2 separate regions of the Macaca fascicularis genome follow, and region 2 is linked to region 1. Evidence: chromatin contacts called from public Hi-C data. All regions are on one chromosome and are shown on one strand. The core of a region is the stretch at or near the end of the contact, and the rest is flanking DNA. Distances in the headings are between cores, read along the strand shown. Region 1 holds the start of MTCL1 (microtubule crosslinking factor 1). Region 2 has its middle 94 kb from the start of NDUFV2.

Evidence for each region. A called contact is a pair of places that touch in the nucleus more often than the background predicts.
Region 2: a Hi-C map of skeletal muscle shows a contact between it and region 1, with 4 times the contacts expected there. The contact joins the enhancer-like site here to the promoter of MTCL1 in region 1. A contact is called at or near these places in 2 of 2 Hi-C or Micro-C datasets (liver and skeletal muscle).

Annotation. Positions count from the first base shown.
Region 1 is chr18:77,125,247-77,130,261 of T2T-MFA8v1.1, reverse strand. MTCL1 (microtubule crosslinking factor 1) reads right to left here and starts at 2,430. Exons shown (of 13, transcript XR_012427331.1): 1 at 1,273-2,430.
Region 2 is chr18:77,393,762-77,398,776 of T2T-MFA8v1.1, reverse strand. No RefSeq gene overlaps it. Among named protein-coding and RNA genes, the nearest start is that of NDUFV2, 94 kb to the left of the region's middle. Within about 2 kb of position 3,001, at least 4 of the 6 cell types and tissues checked have an H3K27ac peak or open chromatin away from gene starts, as enhancers often do.

The DNA.
Region 1 (5,015 bases), core at 1,181-3,680:
GTGACAAAAGCAAACATACTATCTGAGACATCTTGCTGTAAGTCCCAATCTTTATTTTGTCACCTCTCTTTCTCTGCCTCACTGTTACTTCTTGCACAAAGTAAAATAACTACAAGGCTCAGCTGGTTGGAGCAGCTCCATAAGAAATTTAGGCTTGGGACCACCCAGCAGTGTTAACGTGCTCTGATTGTGAACTGCAGACTTCACCGTTCACCTTAAAACCCAGTCCTCAATCCCATTAGCCAAAAACGAGAAAACAGCTCAAATCACATAACCCTCTGAAGACGCAGGGCCACACCCCTGGGTTTGAAGGCTGCTCACTAAGACTTAACAGATACACAGATTTATACCACCGGAGTTGTTTACGAACCTGAAGATTACAATAAATAAAACAGTTGCTACCAGTACAACTCCCCTTATTTTCTCTCAAGTCACCTGGATCGTCCTGACCCCGGGAACCCGGTCTGCAGCGTCAGCCCCCCTCCGTGGAGAAAAGATGGAGCCGGATTAAGCACTCAGTGCTAAGGCCACTGCCGGCAGGCCCTGCCGGAAAATACTCAGAGAGTGCAGCAGGCGCCGCGATTCCTTAGAAAGTGCTGGCGTGGCCTCTCCTGACACAGAAAGCCGGCTCCTGGATGCTTACAAAGGACTGGCCGGCGCAACACTGTTGCTCCTCAACCCGGGCCACACTCCAAGGACCACTACTGAGCTTCAGCTTGGTCACCGAAAACGGCGCGGCCCCCTCCACCCGGGATGTCGGAGCCCAGGAGACCCCGAGGGCCCCCAGCTCTTTCTGTTATTGCAGAAGCGGCGGGCGGGTCCGCAGCCGGGGCCCCCCAGTGGCATTGTCCTGAACCGCCACGCCTGCACGTGGCCCGGCTAGAGCTCCCTGGCGAAGGATCACCTGTTCCCACAAGTGAGGCTGACACGTTCTGAGCGGGGACGGGGGTGTCGGCTGATGTCCCCAAAACGATTACAGCCTCCTAGGCCCCAACAGATCAACAAAAGTAAAAGTAGCAGCGAAGAGAGGCAAGAGTTCTAGACGCGAGAACAGCGAAGTGGGTTGCGAACTGGCGGAGACCCCCAGGTCTTGCTGCTCCTTCCAGAAGTTTAGGCTTAAGTTCCCAATGCCTGACAATGCGGGGGCAGGACCGTGGAGGGCAGGAGGGAGAAGGCGCTGGACAGGCCCAGGAAGGCGGGGTTGGCGGGTCCCCGCCGCAGCCAGGCCCTCCGGGGGCGCCCCGGGACACCTGCGGCCGAGGCGCGGCTCACCTTGAGATAGTCGTTCTCCGAGCGCAGCTCCTCCATCTCCCGCAGCAGCTCCTCTTCCTCCGCCGCTGGCACGAGCCGAGGCTGCTCGCCCAGGCTGGGCTCCTTGGGGGTCCCGGGGACTGGTCGCTCCGGCGGTGCGCGACCCCGGGCATCCTCCCCCGCGCCGGGCCCCGCGAAACCCCCGGAAACCCCGCCCGGGATGCTCCGGCCCCCGGGACAGGAGCCCGCGGCGAGGGGCGCGGCGAGGAGCGCTGGGGGCTCGGGGCTGCCCGGCGGCGCTCCTCGGGCTGCGGGGCTCGGCGTCGGCGCTCCTCGGGGGGGTTCTCGGTCGCTGGAGCCCGTGCCAGATTCGGCGTCGCTGCTGGCGGCAGGGAGCAGGCGCTGCTCGTCGGACAGGGGTTCGGAGGGGCAGTCGGAGAGGTCGGAGCTGCTGTCCGTGTGGCTGATGCGCGAGCAGCGGACCGGAGACCCGGCCACCGAGGTCACCGCGAGGGTCACGGCAGGGATCCGGGCGGCCGGGGTCGGGGGAACGATGGTGCGGGCGGGTGGCGCCCGGGAGCCGCGCTTGGCTTTGCGGCCCTTGGCAGCGGCGGGCGGCGGCTCGGCTCCGGGAGGCTTCCCAGCCCGGGACAGCGGCTCCGCGGGCGCCACGCGCGCCGCCCTCCTGCTTCCCAGGGCAGCCTTGGCACCGCCCGCCGCTCTGGCCCCGGCGCCCGGCGGGGGCTTGTCCTTCGCGCCCGGGACGCCGCCGCTGCGCCGGGAGAGGCGGCCGGGCGCGGCCAGGGACCCCGGCGAGGGCGGCGCCTTGCCCGCGAGGTTGGGCGAGCGCGGGGCGGCGGACGCCGGGGCTCGGCCCGAGGAGGGGACGGCCGGGCCGGGCGCGGCGGGCCGGGCGTGCAGGTCCTTAAGGAAGGGTCTGGCGGGCGAGGGCGCTCGGTGCAGCCGCCGCCTGTCGGCCACCGGGTGGAGGTGGTGGTGGCGGTGGTGCTGGCCGGGCGGCTGCAGCTTCGCGTCCGGGGCGCCTCCGCCCGCGGGGCCGTTCAGCGTCTCCATGGCGGGGTCCGCGGGCAGCAGCTCAGGCGGCAGACGCTCCGGGCGGCGACGGCTGCGGCGGCGGCGGCGGCGGCGTGCAGCCTCCCCGCGCACTCGCTCATCACTGTCCCAGCCCCGCCCGGGCTGCGCCCCGCGCTCCCGCCGTTCCCCGCCCCCCGCACCCCGGCCCCAAGGATTCCCGCGGGGTTCGCCGCCGCCGCGCTCGCCCCTCGCTGATGTCACCGTGGATCGAGTTCTCCCGGCTCAGCAGCGCGGCGGCTCCTGGCCGCTCGCATCCCCGGACCCCGCGCTCCGGGTTCGCGGTCACCGGTGCCGCGGCGGCGCTGGCGGCGCGCGCCCGGCTCCCGCGTCCCGCTCCCCGCCCACCGCCGGCCCGCTACGGCCCGCGCCCGCCCCCGCCGCTCCCGGCTGAGAGAAGCCGCACGCGCGCGCCCCGCCGCCCCGCGCCCTCGCCCGCTGCCCGTGCGCATGCCCCGCCTCCAGCCAGCCGGCGCCGCGCGGGGGAGGGGCGAGGGAAGGGGCGGGGCTTGCGCTTCCCGGGGGGCGGGCGCCCGGCAGGGACGGGGCGGGGCCTGCGCGCCCTTGGGAGCAGGCGCAGGCTGGGTCCACGCGCCCTCGCCGCCCGGGACCTCCTTGCTTTTTGAGGCCCTAGAGACGCTGCCAGGAGCTAGGGAGGAAGGGAAGAGGCGGAGGCGAAGTGGGGGCAAGGGGCGGCACCGGCCACTTGGGGAAGGCATGCGCGGCGGCTGACAACGCCCCCCTCGTGCCCCTCCATCCGCCGCCCGCTTCCCCGAGGCCCGTCCCCTCCCCCGCGTCCTGTCTAAGCTGTGCCCCTGGTCCCCGAGCTCCTTTAAGGATCGCTGGTACCAGACACAGCTCTCGCGTCAAAATGGCACGGCGGGCGCTCCACAGTTGGCACCCCTGTGGCCTCGGGAGTTCAGAAGAGGAGGAGCTGCTGCCCAAACAGGAGAAGCCTTTGCCAAGCTGGGGTCAGAAAGGGAACTCGCATTTATAGTTCCGGCTGCGAGCCAGGCCTGCTGGCCACTTACTGGGCATTGTTTTATTTAAACCTCACCACAGTCCCGGATTGGAATTGCTGTCTTCGGTAAAGACTAGGGCACCGGCGCAGGGAGGTGAAGTCACTTGCCTGCGATGCCTCACCCAGTCCCTGGATGAGCGGGCTTAAACTCAGGTCCTCAGGATTCCGAGTCCTGCAGGCTCTCCGCTTAGACAGCCCGGAGCCCGGGCACCGGTTCTACCTCTTGAAGGCACTAGACCTTTCTGAGCCCCAGTTCCCTCGCCTGCATCATTAAAACGTACTGCCACCTGAGTGTGTGTGAAGATTGAGCAAATACCAGAACACACCGTGCAAACTGTAAAGTGCAGTTCACATCCCATTGGGTGCAGTTTATGTCCCAGGCGTTGGATGTTGGCCAGTGTCCATAGGAATAAGGGCCAGCCTCTCCTCTAGCCCTGGCGTTGCAGGAGACAGAGGGTCAGGTAATAATTACAAGGTGGAGGGCGGGAGCGTAACCCCGCCTGGGAAGGCTTGCATTTTCCTGGAAGGACGGGTTGGTCTCGCAGCTGAGGGCCCAGGACACAGTAGAGCCTGCAGAGACCAGGGCCCCTAGGCGGGGAGGCAGGTGGGTTAGGGATTAGAGGGGAGACTGGAGGGTGTGTGGCACCGAATATCCTACCAAGGCCGTTGGGCATTAAACTAGAGGCGGTAGCCAGGGCAATTCTGAGCAAGATGATCTGATGTGCTCAGAAAGACCCCGGGGGCACCAGCCTGGAGGAGAGGGAGGTGGGCCATGGGAGCTGCGAGTGGCTGTGGCAGTATGCGCGGTGAGGGGGCCGAGGGAGCAGGGACAGAAAAGTGGGGGGGGGGGGGGGCGACTCACAAAAATAAAGAAAAAATCGACTCCAAAGTCTGTGATCTTAACCACAGATTTACCCTACTTAGCCATCTCCTTCAAAAAATGCAGGATGAACCCTTTTTTTGTAATCCTGTAAGTCAGGAGAGCCCTGCCCCGAAGTCGTCCTGCCTGGCCCTGGCTGAGCTCTGGGGACACTGAGACCTCGCCTGCTCCGCTGCTGTTGTGCTCTTTGTGAGTCGTTTTTCTGGGAATGCCTCTGAATGTGAGACGGCACGCACGAAACCCAATCTCCACGAAATCCAATTCCTTAATCTCCTTTGAGGCTAATGCCCTAGCCGTTTCTCCCGCGCTGGGAGAAGGACACTGTGGGCTCCGCGGTGGGCGTGGATGACCGCGCAGCCCGAAAGGCTTGAGAGGTGTCGGCCGCCGCGCGCGCCGGGCCGGCTGTCCCCAGAGGGCGCTCTAGCGCTCCCCTTCCGCGGGAGGGGGCTCGCGGTCCGGCCAGAGCACAACCGATCTCCGCCTAGAACTTCCTCCAGAGACCCTGAAGCCTCCCACACCCTCACATTTCCGAAGAATTATGGCCGGGACTCGCAGCACAAGCTTGCCAGCTTCTCACACCAAATACACTCAAGGAAAGGGCCCCCCAACAATGTTTCAATACGTTAGTCTTCCAAAGACAGTAGCTTGATGACCGTAGGATTTGCAGCCAGCTTCTCTTTCTTTCAGGTAATAAGTCAGATAAAATTCATCTTCCTTATTACTTATTATTTGCCCGGCAAATGGGACTACTAGCCCTTTGTAAGGAAGTAT
Region 2 (5,015 bases), core at 1,752-4,251, 270 kb before region 1:
AATGTTGCTTGTAGAACTTTAAAAGCATCTCTGGTATGTCTCTAAAAAACAAGAAACTGTTTCAGGATTTTTTTCCCCCTAAATAGGGCAAATCTGCAAAGATGGAAAGAAGAGGAAATACTAAAAATAACTTTCCCCAATTAGTGAGAGCCGAACACATATGGTAAGATGGAAATAGTTTTAGATGGCCCAAAGTAACACTGTGATGCAAAATGAACTCCCCAGGCAGAGGGGATAATTAGAAACAGCCACAAAAATTTACTCAAGACGTGATGGGAACAACAGCTGAATATGATATTCAGGGGATGTGGAGACCCTGAAGAGGTGAGTATGGTCTTGCAGCTTTTTGGAACCTGGAGAAATTGAGGAACTGGTTCTGAAAACGTTCCTGCCTATTCCTTCCCATGAAGGTTCCTTCTTGGGAAGTCAGACATTCTGGATCTTTTACTAGAAATTCTAAGGGGTATGAGATCAGAGTCGCACATTTCATGAAACCCACAGGCAAGTGGCTGGGCCGCTCCTTCTCTGCTGGCAGGGATTCTGTTTCCTCCGGCATGCAGGAAGAGCCACCTGTGGGCTGTGGGCTGTGGCCTGATGCGAGGGCACAGGACTGCCGAGATCGGGCTGCAAGCCTCAGCACTCTGGGCTCCGGCCCAGCTGGCCAGCTGGCCACCCTGCCCCGGACACGTGGGCTGCCGCTCAGCCAGCCGGACAGGTGCTCGCTGCCAGGGCCACCTTCCCCGGCAGGGAGGGTCACCGGTGGTGATGACAGGAGCCTGATCTGACCTAAGAGCAGCTTCTCCATGCTGTGCCACATTCCCTTTTGTCACTGACTGGCGTGCATGTCCTTTGGTGACCTCGGGTATTCATGTTTCTCTCTCCTCTTGCCTATACCCCGTGCAGACGTTCAGCCAGTGTGCGCCCCGTGAGAGCAGCGGTGGGTAAGACCCCGGGCTGCTCCATCCTGGTCAGGAGCTGGTGCCCTGAGCTCCCGAGGGCTCCAAGCTGCTGGGCACCTCTCCAGGTGTCTGACAATCTGTCTGACTGGCCTGTGTCCCATGCCCACGGTCATTCTTAGTGTGAATTTTTCTGTCTACACCTGTTATTTCTTTCCTTTCCTTCCACCCACCAATCTTTAATTTCCTATCTAATCACCCCCAAACTCTGCTTTTGGGCACCCCATTAATCCCACGCTCTCCTCACACAATCTCTGGGCCAGGACTCCTTTCTCTCAGAGTCCTGGGCCTCACTCTTCACTTTTCCCATACTGACATGATGGTCTTGCTTTCCTCTGCATGTCCCAGCAGCGACCTGCGAGTGCTCAGTCCCCTGCTGAGGAACCTCATGCAGGATGGTGACGATGACTGAAGGTGGAGAACCCGGGACAGCCTGTCACTTACAACATAGCCACACTCCCAAGAGTCAGCAAGCCTGGCCTGGTGCAGTGACTCATGCCTGTAATTCCAGCACTTTGGGAGACCAAGGTGGGCGGATCACCTGAGGTCAGAAGTTCGAGACCAGTCTGGCCAGCATGGTGAAACCCTGTCTGTACTTAAAAAAATATACAAAAATTAGCTGGGCATGGTCATGGAGGACTGTAATCCCAGCACTTTTACAGTACTGGGCGTGGGTGGGGGACGCTTGTAATCCTCAGCCTCCTAGCACCTGTAATCCTGGGAGACTGAGGCAGGAGAATCACTTGAACCCAGGAGGCTGAGGGTGCAGTAAGCCGAGATCGCACTACTGCACTCCAGCCTGGGCGACAGAGCAAGACTATGTCTCAAAAAAAAAAAAAAAAAAAAAAAAGAAGAAGAGTCAGCAAACCAGTGACATTGTTTTCCTTGATGCCTCTACTCAGCCTGCTCCAGGATGGAGCTGACGGAACTCTTTGCTCCCTGCCTGCTGATCAGTTTCCTCAAAATATGTGAACCAAGACTCACTGTTCCCAGGTGGTCCTGCCTCCAGTCTGGCTGCAGGTCTCTCTTCCCCTCTGCCTCTCTCAGTGGTCAATCCCACGTCTGCCTTTGTTACATAGAGCACCACTGGTTGACCATCCTCCTCCTATGAGAACAGATTAGAATGCAAATAACAATTCCCTGGGCTGTTGTCTGACACCAGGGATCCTTATATACCTTGGGAGATACCACCTCAGAATGACTGAAATAGAACAACAAATTGAAGCTGCTGCAATTTCACAACCTGGATGAATGAATCGAGTAACCACCTCAAGTGAGAATCTGTGTGTGCACACACAACACCGCAAAGGACGATGTCCCTCCTGGAGTTGGAGTCTCTGGTTTAGAGAAAGAGAAAATATAATCTGAATGGCATTAGGAGACAGAAAGGAAGTGCTTGCAGAGCAGAGAGATGACACTTTGGCTGGGGAAATCAAGAGACGCTGGATGAGAGGAGGGTCATGGGCCTGGGGAAGAGACCAATTGGGTTCAAATCCCAGCTTTGCCATGGACCAGCTCCAGGACCTCACTGTGCCTCGGTGCCCTTAACCATACCTACCTCAGAAGATTTCTGTGAGAATTACATGAGAAAACACTCATAAAGCCCCCAGCACACGGCAAGTGTTGATTAAATGGAAGCTGTTGCTTCACAAGTTTCATGGAGACCACATTTGATCTGGATATGGACATGTGCACGGGGAGGGTCCATGGCAGTGTCAGGCACTCCCACAGGAGAGGGCTCTCAAAGGAGTAACAATCCCCTTCTTTTGTGCGGAGAAGCCTTAATGGTACCAATCCTCAGTGATACCAATTTTCAAAAATTTATCTTTAAATGTAATAGGCCTTGGAATCAACTGCTAAAGAAAGCCACTAATTAAAAAAAAAGACAGGGCGCACAGGCGTCCATTGTGGGAAGGACTAAGGACTCTCCAAGTTTCATGGTCTAAAGCTACCCACCTGTAAGTGGGCAAACAACATTCAAGTCTGGATGGACTTGCCCAGAGAGGGCATTTCTCCCCGAGGTGGCTAGGTGGCGATAGAAGCACGCTGAAGCAGCGAGGATGTACCGGTCCCCAGACGGCTCTGCAGCTCTCAGGCTCAGGGTAGCAGGCATCCCCCACCCCCCAACACACAGCCCACCAGCACCCCACACATCCCCACCGCCTTCCTCTCCTCTCATCCTGCCTTTCTGTCTTCAAATATTTCCTGAAAGACTAATATGTCTCAGGCAAACACATGCACTACGATGCAGAAATGTATGAAAAATTCTATGGAAGGCCGGGCGCGGTGGCTCAAGCCTGTAATCCCAGCACTTTGGGAGGCCGAGACGGGCGGATCACGAGGTCAGGAGATCGAGACCATCCTGGCTAATACGGTGAAACCCCGTCTCTACTAAAAAATACAAAAAATTAGCCGGGCAAGTGGCGGCTGCCTGTAGTCCCAGCTACTCGGGAGGCTGAGGCAGGAGAATGGCGTGAACCCGAGAGGAGGAGCTTGCAGTGAGCTGAGATCCGGCCACTGCACTCCAGCCTGGGTGACAGAGCAAGACTCCGTCTCAAAAAAAAAAAAAAAAAAAAAAAAAAAGAAAAGAAAAATTCTATGGAAATACCAAGTTTTATGTTTAATATGAATGTTACGTTGTCATGTTTGAGAAATGCATATCTGTTCAGAAGTCTCATCAAAACCCTAAAAGGTCCCCTCAAAGCTTTTACCTACCTAAACGCTGTTCAACGTTGTTGGGACTACACTTGGTTTAAGAAAACAAAACAAAACAAAACAATTTAACAGTAAGTATGGAAAGAGGACGGCTTTGCCAAAACACAGTCTTGAGTTCAACTCCTGGCTGCAATACCAACAGCAGTGTGACCTCAGACAAGCAATCCGATCTCTCTGAGCCTCAGATTCTACAACTATAAAAGGTGATAGATCATTGCACGTATATGGATATGACATTTAGTAGGTGCCCAACAGACTGGAGATCCTTGCACTGTGCTCTCTAGAGTAGGAAAAGCTCAGCATGTGGCTACCTGCATAGAGAAAAGAGGGAAGTGTCTGAGCCAATGAGTAGAGATACTCACTCTCCAGGCTCACCTGGGGAGAGACTGAGGGACTAAATGCACACAGCTCTGCACGCATCAAACATCGGTTAACTTAAGCACCCCCAGCACTTGAAACTTAGGGGGAGAAGATTAAGGTAGTCTGAGATGTGCTTATTACCAAGCAAGAAGAGTTCACGCCAAGATTTTTCTTGAGTGCTTAATCTGGGTGAGGCCCAAGTCAGGCAAGAGAAGAATTATCACCAACTGAGTGGGAAACTGTCCAGGTGGCGAAGCTTTGTGAGCAATGGTGTGATGCCTGGGCAAAGACAGAGCGGGGGCAGAGAGAAAGGAAATAGAATCGAGTCAGGAGATCTGTTCCCTGGCGTGCATGCCATTATTAGTCAATTTTGTCAGCTGGTTTCTGGGTAATTGATGGCACAGGCTCAGAGTTGACTGACTTGTACCGAGGGGGGACTCCCAGGGGAATCTGGGTCTGGATTGAGCCGCAGTGAATTTGACATGTAGTAAAGTATTAGGAACTGCAGGTGCTCCAGATGACCTCATAAAGGGTTCATTTTGAGATTGTGAAGTTTGCTGTTAGAACAGAGCTGTGATGTGTAAGAAGAAACTTAGACTTGTCTAGAAAGGGCTATTTCTCCCCAAGGTGGGTTCAGGACCTTTGCTTGAGGGAAGGTCCAGTGTCACTATCTGTCCCCCATGGGACTTTAGACAGGTAACTCATGACTTCTAAATCAGGCTAAAGCAGGGCTTGTGGTGGGCAGAGTCCTGGGCCTTCCTCCTGGTATACACCCCCTGGATAACCCCCTCCCCTGAGTGTCATGGGACCTGTGAATATGGTGGGACATCACACCCATGATTATCTTTCATGGTATGGCAAAGGTGAAGGGTTTCTGCCACTAGAGTATCCAATCTGTTGATTCTGAGTTAATGGAGGGGAGGTTATCCTGGGTGAACCTGTCCTAGTTAGGTGAGTCTTTGAAAAGAGGGTCCAGAAGCCAGA